2 separate regions of the Sus scrofa genome follow, and region 1 is linked to region 2. The links are chromatin contacts, called in public HiChIP or PLAC-seq maps. All regions are on one chromosome and are shown on one strand. Each heading gives the region's core, a stretch centred on a gene start, on an enhancer-like site or on the middle of the called end of the contact. The rest is flanking DNA. Distances are from core to core; before and after follow the strand shown.

Region 1 (4,975 bases), core at 314-2,813, 150 kb before region 2:
TTTTCCTGAATGCTCAACCCAGAATCTACTTCTTCAGCCCGATTTTGTTGACTAATACCCTAAAACAAATTTCTTCTGCTTCATTTTAGTGAGAATGAACTTCATTCTCTGCACCTGAGTGCTCTTGCCAATCCTACAGCTGTCTCTTCCGTGCCACCCCCTTGCACCCCGCCTCCCACTTCTTCCTTGCTGGCAGTGTCCACTCCTACTAGAGGCTGAAAATTTTTCAGCCTCTTTTGCAGTTGGGTCTATGTTGGGCATGTGTGTGTGTGAGGAAGGGAGCATTTGGGGATAAGTTTTCTGTCCTAATAAAAAGAGACATTTAAGAAAAATTGTCCCATCTGCTTTTGGATGTGCTTGGGAGAGAAAGTGGTGCTGATGTGGCCCTTGTGCAGCCCTATGGCAATAAGCCTGAGAACTTAAGCCAACCCTGTGCCGCCAAATTATGAAGCCTTGGAATGAGAAATTGTACGAGAATTTTCTAGATTTTTTATTGTTTAAGCCACTTTCAGCTGGGTTATATGGTTACCTGCAGCTGGAAGCAACCTGATTGTCTGTCTATCTGACTGTCTATCTGTCTGTCTTCTATGTATCATCTGTCATCTATCTATCTAGAGAGAATGGGGGTGGGGGGTGGGGGGGATAAATTCCAGTTCTGCTAATGCCCCTTATAGAATCAACAGCACCTGTGCATGTAGGCAGGAAGCCACAGCCTTCATTTTAGGGGAGATTCAGACACTCATCTTTTGGATCCTTTAATTGACTGCCTCAAGCTTGGCAGAGAGGAGTGGCAGTGACTTTGACTTCAGTGCTGATTGACATGGGTGGTGCCACCCTTATACCTCTCCTCCTCATTTACCTTTCATGAAATAGTATAGCGCTTACACATGCTTTTCCAAGGCTTCTTATGCATATTTTTATATGATCTTCATAAAAAATCTTCAAGGTGGTAGGACAGATTATTTGTCCTGTATTTCTGATGAGAAAACTAGGACGTAGATGTAAATTGCTTGGCCAGTCACACACAATTAATTAATTAGGTACAGATTTTGTGGCCTCCCCCCCCCACCGCTCTAGTTTTATTTCTGTGGCACCAGATTGCTGCCTCAAAAAACTAATTTGTTAGGAATAAAACCCCCTTAAGTGCCTAGCAGGGAAACAGTGCCTGAGGGTTCACCCTGTACGTTCCCAAGGGCAAAGGGCCCTATGAAGTGGAGACTTTGTCCTTCATAGGGAGACCTCATTGGTTGCCTGGGGACCACATCATCTTCTAGCCTTTTATGCTCAGCAGAGGCAGTGGACCTCTTGCAGAACTGCCATTGGTCATTTGCTGGCAGGGCACATTGATGGAGGGGGGTTTTGGGTAAAAGTGGTGACGTTCTTCTCAGAGTGACAAGAGGCATCACACGTTTGTGTAAGACAGCAGCCAGCTGTGGTTAGGACTCACAGAGGAGGGGCTGGGTGAGTGGCTCTGGGTCCTGTCTGGCTCCAGGGACCCTGCAGAGGGCTTTGGCAGCCATCGTTCCAGGCTCCTCCATGTGACTCAGCCGCACTCTGTGTCTGCTTCTTTCTATCCCGCCGTTGGCTTCCGGATGGTTTCTCTCCCTGACCATTTCCTCTTGGCTACTCATGACCTATTTGGCTTCCTCTAAATTGTCAAGAGAAAGGGACATTCAATAGAGTAGGAGTGTAAACAGTAATAGGTGAAAAATGGAACTTTCATGGTAATACCCAACCAAGCGAGGCAGCTTTGTAAGTTCCTATCATTGCCGTGAATGAAGCCAGGTGGTCCTGCGTTGGGTCCTGAGTCACCGGCCAGGCATAGCCAGCACTCCCCAGTCAGCTGCAGGGGTGGAGAGCACAGCAAGAGCACAGGATCAGATGGTCGGACTCCCAAGACCTGGGGCCCAGCCCTTTGTCAGGGGGCAGGGTCTGTAAAAGGGCTGAGGGTGGGTAGAAGCCATGCGACCTGTTCACCACAAGCCCTTGCTGGTTTTGTTTTTGTTTTTGCCTTTTTAGGGCTGTATCTTGGCACATGGAAGTTCTCAGGCTAGGGGTCGAATCGGAGCTACAGCTGCCAGCCTACACCCCAGCCATAGCAACGTGGCATCTGAGCCGAGTCTGTTACCTACACCACAGCTCACGGCAACACCAGATCTCCAACCACTGAGCGAGGCCAGGGATCGAACCGGCGTCCTTATGGATACTAGTCAGGTTCCTTTCAGCTGAGCCACCACAGGAACTTCCCCTTCCTGGTTTTGGATTGTGAGGATCTCCTGTCAACAGTGGACTTTCCTGGGCAGCTGTGCCTTTGCCAGATCCGTGAGTGAGATTGGAGGGTGAATTTTGCTTCTCCGGACCATGGCCCTGGGTTCAGCCTGAGTGTGATTCAGCTTCCTCACTGTGGGGCCTTGCTTCATGCTCCTTTACGCCCCCTTGCCCAGCTGTATGTGGGCCTGGAACACAGGAGATGCCAGTGTTCAGGAATTTTATGGATGACCCCGCTATGGTTCTAACTTCATTTATTTGAAGGCAGACAAATCAAAAGGCAGATTTAAAAGACTTACGAATTTTCCTTCTAAATCACCCTAAACTTTTCCAGCTCCTGACAGCTCCACATTCAACATTTTCTTCCTAGTCTCTAAAACTCTGCATTCTTGGGCTCAGCTTGGATGGGTCAGCATGTGGTTGAGGATCAGGATCATGGAGAAGACCCTCTTCCCTTCCAACATTGGCTTTAAACAAACTGTGAACCCAAATGAACACGAAACCTAATCGGGTTTGGCCACTGGATGAGGAATTAGACTATTTTTAGATGAACTATTTTAGTATTCTCCCCACCTGCTTTGCATTCATATTTTTAATACTTCTATGAGACTTCCATTTGTCAATATTCTGTCTCACTTAATTCCAATCTGCTGCTAAAGGTGTGAGATGAGCACCTGCCCTTTGAATTATCGTGGGACCAACTGCTGATTCACAGACCAGCTCTCTTGCTGTTGATGCGAGTGCAGTTTTAGCTTGCTGATCAGTTTTGTTAAACTTCCTGTTTTATGTAGCTGTGCTCAGTACTTAGTCCAGAAGTAGAATGAAGGTGGGGACACTGGAGCTAAGTAAGTGCATTTGAATGAAGAAGTCAGTGGCAAAGGAAATGGGGAAGTAGCTTTAGTTTAGGTCCTCTGTGGTGCCTTGTCTCCCCTCTCTGGACTGTCTTTCCCTCTGCTGATGCCCTCCACCCTTAGACACCGCCTTGTCCTTACAGTGCCCCCTTGCCACTTCCAATCTCTCCCCTTCGGCACACCATCCAGGCTTGCCCTCCAGGATTCTCTTTTCCAGTGGAATTCTGGGACATGGAATGATTAATTCAGAAGGATGGAATCTGGAGTTCCTCTTGTGGCCCAGCAGGTTAAGGACCCAATGTCATCTCTTCGAGGATGTGGGGTCAATCTATGGCCTGGATCAGTGGGTTAAGCATCCAGAGTTGCTGTAAACCATGCATAGGTCGCAGATGTGGCTGGGATCTGGTGTTGCATAGGTTGCAGTTGTGGCATAGGCCAGCAGCTGCAGTTCCAATTCAACCCCTAGCCTGCAACTTCATATTCTGCAGGTGCAGCCAATAAAAAACAAAAAACAAAAACAGGAAGAAGGAATCCGGACACTGGCAAACTGGTCAGAGGACAGTTTGGGATGGGTGGGGATGGGGCAAGGAAAGCTCTCGGGGATCCCATCTCTGTGAGACTTGTCTTGGATATTTGTCCTTTGTCCTAAGGTGAGTCTTTTGTAGATAGCATATTATAGTTTCTTTTTTTTTTAAATCCAGTCTGACACTCTGTGTCTTTTGATTGAAGCATTCAGTCCATTGACATTTAAGGTAATTATTGATAAAGACATCTTTATTGCCATTTTAAACCTTGTTTTCCAGTTGATTCTATGTTTCTCTTTTGTTTTTTTTTTTTTTTTTTTTTTTTTTTGGTTGGATAATTTCCTTTTATTTTATGCTTGTGTCCTCTTCTTTTCAGTTTTTACCAATGTAATGTTTGGTTTGGTTTGTGGTTGCCCTCTTTTTCATGTATGTTAACCTCTTCCTGAGCTCGCTTTAGCCTGATAGTCATATAGGCTCAAAGACATTCTAAGATAAAGGAATCTACGGAGTTCCCGTCATGGCTCAGTCTACTAGGAACCATGAGGTTGAGCTGTGGTGTAGGTCGCAGACATGGCTCAGATCTGGCATTGCTGTGGCTGTGGTGTAGGCCGGCAGCTATAGCTCCCATTAGACCCCTAGCCTGGGAACCTCCATATGCCATGGTGCAGCCCTAGAAAAGACAAAAAAAAAAAAAAAAAGAAGAAGAAGAAGAATCTAGATTTTCTTACTTTCCTTCCCCACATTTTATGATTTTGAAGTCCTTTTTTAGCATCTTCATGTTTGTCCTTTTGCTGTTCCTTGTGTTTATTGTCACTTTTACAATAGAGTTTTTGTTTTGTTTTGTTTTGTTTTACTTTTAGACCTGTATACTGGTTTATTTAGTTTAAGTGATTGCTTTCCAATTGTGATTTCCTCCTCTTATTTCTTCTTACTTTTTTATTTAGAGGAGCCCTTTCAGTATTTCTTTTAGAATGGGTTTAGTATTGCTACTCTTTTAGTTTTTGTTTATTGAAGAAATTCTTTATTTCTCCTTCTATTTTAAATGATATTATTGCTGGGTAGAGTATTCTAGGCTGCAAATTTTTCTCTTTTAGAACTTTGAATATATCATGCCACTCCCTTCTGGCCTGTAATGTTTCTGTAGAGAAATCAGCTGATAGCCTTATGAAGGTTCCCTTATAATCTTTGTTTTTCTCCTGATGCCTTTAGAATCCTCTGTTTATCTTTAATTTTTGCCATTTTTATTATAATATGTCTTGTTGTGGGCCTGTTTAGGTTCAGTTTGTTTGGGGCCCTCTGTGCTTCCTGTAGATTTGGAGAATTTTCAGTCAT
Region 2 (5,025 bases), core at 602-3,101:
ATTCTTGGCCTCGTCAGTGGGTTAAGGATTCTGGCATTGCCACAACCTGTGGCATAGGTCACAGATGCAGCTTGGATCTGGCACTGCTGTGGCTGTGGTGTAGGGTTGCAGCTGCATCTCTGATTCGACCCCTAGCCCAGGAACTTCCATATGCTGGAAAAAGAAAAGAAAAATAGTTGGGGAAATTCTTAACTTAAAAAAAAATCATGTTGGAGTTCATACTGTGGTGCAGCAGGTTAAGAATCTGACTACAGTGGCTCAGGTTGCTGTGGAGGTACAGGTTTGATCCCTGGCCCAGTGTAGTGTGTTAAAGGATCTAGTGTTGCCGAAGCTATGGCATAGGTCGCAGTTGCGGCTCACATTCAGTCCCTGTTCTGAGAACTTCCATATGCCACGGTGCGGCCATTTAAAAAAAGAGTCATGTTCATAACATTAAAGAAACTTACTGTATAATTACTTTTAAAAAGTCTGCTGTTTTCTTTGCCCCATATGTGTGTATTCATAATTTTTATATAATCTACAACTACTGCTTTCCCTTTAAAGTTTTATCCTGACTGTTAAAAAAAAAAAAGAACATCCTTTACATGGACCACTAGTTAAGATAGTGACTGAATCATTCATTTGTGCTACGATATAAAATAGCCTTCACTTCCACAGGGAAGGTTATACACAGCTGAGTATTCAAAGTAAAGCACTAATAAAAACAAAATTTTGTTTTAACAGGTATATAATTTGTCTCAAAATATTCAAGAAGATGATCTTCAACACTTGCAAGTATGTATGTCTCAAAGAATGTGTGCCAAAGTATTAAAAATTTAATTCCCACTATGCGGTGACTTTACACCAAGAACCTATGATATTGTAAGAAGATTGATTATTATATGGTTTTAAGTTGATGTACAACTTCTTAACTAGAAGAAATTTAAATATATGATCAGTCTTAAAAAATTAAATGTTTGGCTTTCAAGTGATTTTAAGAGCTCTGATAGCTAGTGATCTGATATAGAACAGCTTCATAGATGTCTTCTTTCAACCTCTTTGGGGGCATTATCTTAAATAATTTGATTTAATAGTTATTTACAGAGTATGGCAGACTTGCAATGGAAGAAATCTACCAGAAACCATTTCAGGTAAATAAATATTTTATCATTTAAAAAATTTATTAAAAAATTAGTAAGTCATATATATCATCTTGGAACTCTGAAGACATGAGGACCTTATGCCAAACTAATTTTTAGCAGCAAATCAAGCAGAGTTGAAACTGTTAATGTCAATGTCATCACCAATTCTCGGTAGCAGCTTACAGGATAGGAAATAGAACAAATGGATTTAGATTGATTCTTAATACTTTTTACTTAGATTAGATTAAGAAGTTAGTAATGTTTCTCCTAATTAGATGTTAATTCCAAAAATTGAGACAGTTGTGTAAGTTTCTTTTATGCATGATAAACTACTAGACAGTGTTACTATCTAGTAGTAACAGTGTTGTGTGTGTGGTGTATTACAAGTTGAGGTTAGACCTGTTGTTCTGTATTTTTGTTTCAAATAGAAGAGTTTTGGAATTTATTGTATCTCTCCCCCCTTATGTTTTTTCATTTCTTTTAAATGCTAGGTACAGAATATTAAGCCAGAAATTAACCTGGGTAGAGTTATTTGAGAAGCATTTGCTTTGCTTGCTTCTGTGGAGTCTTATCATGGCAGAGATTTAAAAAAAAAAAAAAATGAAGCTAATTTCAGATAGTTTCTTTTTTGAAGTAAATGTAATTTATAAGTTGACATAGCACTGTTTGGTTAGTTGTGTCATAGTGGGTGAGACTGACCACGCTGTTCATCAGTGTGTGAAGTCCTTCCTGTATGACAGTGTCACTGGTGATTCTTAGTAGGTTTACACTGATTCTGCCTCAGTCTTGTCTGGCTCAAGTAATCACTTTTATGAAATATTTGGGTAGCTTATGGTGTCATTTTGTGTATATGATGAAATATATTCTCCTTTGGCCTATATCACTTTTTCGTGGTTAACATCGCCACCCAGAGGGCGTTTGCCATTATGTCTGGCTACATTTTTGGTTGTCACAGTTTTGTGGAGGAAGTTAATGCCACTGGCTTCTAGTTTATAGAGGCCAGATGTGTTGTTCAGTATCCTAAAATGTGTAGGAGTAGGACAGCCAAGCACAGCTAAGAATTATCTGACTCATAAAATGTCAGTCGTGCTTAGTTGAGAAACCTAAGCATATATGAATAAAAAATTCTGTGAAAGAATTGCTTGCTCTAATTAGGTTAGTTGGTCTTGTTACACAACCTTGGCTTAAACTTATGATCCATATACCCTGATATGCCTTTTGTTTATTTTTTAAAATCCTATGTTATTGCTTGTGGTAACTCTTTATATAGAGTTGAGGTTCTCAAATGGAGGTAATTGCTTGGTATAAGAGCTGAGACTGTTGTTGGCTTATGTAGGCTCTTGTTATAACTATGAGTAGTATTATTTGCTTTATTTTATTTTATTTTATTTTATTTTTTTATTACTCAAATGTATTTATCACATCTGTAGTTGTATAATGATCCTAACAATCTGATTTCATAGAATTTCCATCCCACAGCCCAAGCACATAGCACATCCCCCCACCCCCCAAACTGTCTCCTCTGTAGACCATAAGTTTTTCAATGTCTGTGAGTCAGCATCTGTTCTGCAAAGTTCAGTCTGTCCTTTTTTTCAGATTCCACATGTCAGTGAAAGCATTTGATGTTGGTGTCTCAGTGTATGGCTGACTTCACTTAGCATGATAGTTTCTGGGTCCATCCATGTTGCTAAAAATGCTGGTATTCATTTTTTTTTAATGGCTGAGTAATATTCCATTGTGTATATGTACCACATCTTCTTGATTCACTCCTCTGTCGATGGACATTTAGGTTGTTTCCATGTCTTGGCTGTTGTAAATAGTGCTGCAATGAACATTGGAGTACATGTGTCTTTGCGAGTCGTGGTTTTCTCTGGGTAGGTGCCCAGGAGTGGGATTGCTGAACTATGAGTAGTATTAAACCATTTGGTTACTATAACTTTTGAAAAGGATTGTTCGGGGGAGTAAGAGATGCTTCAGTTATTAAAGTAGTGATATTTTGTAAAATTTTATAGGAAATGATTTTTTTCCCCTTTCTGTAGACATTAATGTTTTTGATTCGAGATTGGAGTTATCCTTATGAACATTCATATGGTTTGGAAGGTGGAAAACAATTCCTTGAAAAGAGATTGCAGGTAAGCCCCTGTTTCTTAGAAAGGAGAGCATAAGCACTAAGCCAGGTGAAGGAGTGGGCTGCTTGGACTACTGCTTAAGACTGCAAGTCTCTAAGTTATCATCGTAGCAAATTGAGTGTCCCAAGTTAGCCCGGATAACTCCATGTGTAACTGATGAGAAGTAAGTCGGTAGCACTCCTGCTAAAGGGAATAATAGAAATGCCCTTGAACAGAAATAAAGGAACAAATATTTCTCTCCAGAGCCACCTGCCTCTTCAGTAAATTAATATTCAAAGGATACAAGTTTGAAGTAGACTAACTTATTGATCTATTCATATTGCATGCATGTTTCTTTCTGGCCCAGCTGAACTTCTGAACATTTGGGACAAGCTGGATAATCTAATGTGCATGCATTGAGCGCAAATACTGTGAGACGCTTTCCAAGGAATACTATCTCATAGAGTTGCAGCATGTAGCACTAAAAAGGGATCTTAAACATTTATCTCCAAAACTGGGACTTAGAAAAGTGATTTGCTTTTGGTCACTTAACTAATTATTGATAACTGGGAGTGGGACGTGAATATCCAGACTCCTGGCCTGGCCAATGCAAAATGCCACACAGTGCATTCCTGGAAGTAACCTCATCAAAGGTGCCCTCCCATGGAAGTATTTTGGGAAACCCTCAAGCCCAAATACGACCCACTACTGACATCCGCAAAAGGTACATAAAAATCCCTTTCTTCATAAGTAGGAGGTTTCTCTCTTTCGGTAATAAAATTTTGTTTCTTTCCTATGAAAAGATGCATTTAGCTTCTCAACCACATTCGAAGACCTAAGATACAGCGTAATTTTTTTAATCCTAAAATGAGATTAAAACTAAGTCCTCATTCTTAGATTATTTGAAAGGCATTTCCAGACTGTCAGAGATAATTTCACTCATCAGCATTTTCTCTGCTTTGTTCAGAGGAAATTAACACAAAACACATCAGGCATACTAACTAAATTCATTAATTATGTACTTCAAAGACAGTAAGGTTTGGGGGGTTCTTATTTGTTTTTTAATTTTATGGACATACCCACGGCATATAGAAATACCTCAGCTGTGACCTGTGCTGCAGCTGTGGCAAGGCCAGATCCTTTAACCTCCTGCACTGCCAGGGATCAAACTTATACCTGCATAGCAACCTGAGACTCGGCAGTTGGATTCTTAACCCACTTGCCACAGTAGGAACTCCAGAGACAAGGTTTTTAAACTTACTGTATCTTACTGAAGCGATATAGAAAAGTACCATAAGTGGGCAGCTTAATGAATTTGTACAAATTGAACCATGTAACCACAGAAGCACCTACCTCTATCCACAAACCCCCTCACTTCACAAACCCTTCACTACCATTTTGACCTCAAACAGGCTTTATTTTTGGATTTTTTTTTTTTATGAAAGGAATCACATACAGTATGTATTCTTTTGCCCAATATTACATTTCAGAGATTAATCCATATTGTTGCATGGAGTTTGGTTCACTTTAACTCTCATTGACATGCAGTATTCCATGATATGAGTAGGCAACAGTGTTTCCATTCTACTCTTGATGGAGATTTAGGTAGTTTTCAGGTTTTGTTGATTATGAATGGAGCTTTTTTTGTAAGAATGGTTTTTGGGAGAATATGTGAGTTGTATTGGAGTTAAGTAGTTACTAAATATCTAAGCGTAGGACTTTTTTTCCAGAAAATAATAACTTCTGTTTTGCAAAAAACACCAGTAAATCGTAAGTCACAATCATTTAGAATGAGA

The links. HiChIP or PLAC-seq counts read pairs in DNA pulled down with a chosen protein or histone mark.
Region 1: an H3K27ac HiChIP or PLAC-seq map of alveolar macrophages shows a contact between it and region 2. The contact joins two enhancer-like sites. A contact is called at or near these places in 2 of 2 datasets of contacts at active chromatin or transcription factors (alveolar macrophages and skeletal muscle).

The regions. Positions count from the first base shown.
Region 1 is chr3:101,867,093-101,872,067 of Sscrofa11.1, forward strand. It overlaps the pseudogene LOC100520902. Among named protein-coding and RNA genes, the nearest start is that of ATL2, 88 kb to the right of the region's middle. Within about 2 kb of position 1,564, at least 5 of the 83 cell types and tissues checked have an H3K27ac peak or open chromatin away from gene starts, as enhancers often do. A contact at or near this core is called in alveolar macrophages, where this site is marked.
Region 2 is chr3:102,015,505-102,020,529 of Sscrofa11.1, forward strand. ATL2 (atlastin-2) reads left to right here. Exons shown (of 14, transcript XM_005662612.3): 5 at 724-774; 6 at 1,074-1,130; 7 at 3,161-3,253. Among named protein-coding and RNA genes, the nearest start is that of ATL2, 61 kb to the left of the region's middle. Within about 2 kb of position 1,852, at least 6 of the 83 cell types and tissues checked have an H3K27ac peak or open chromatin away from gene starts, as enhancers often do. A contact at or near this core is called in alveolar macrophages, where this site is marked.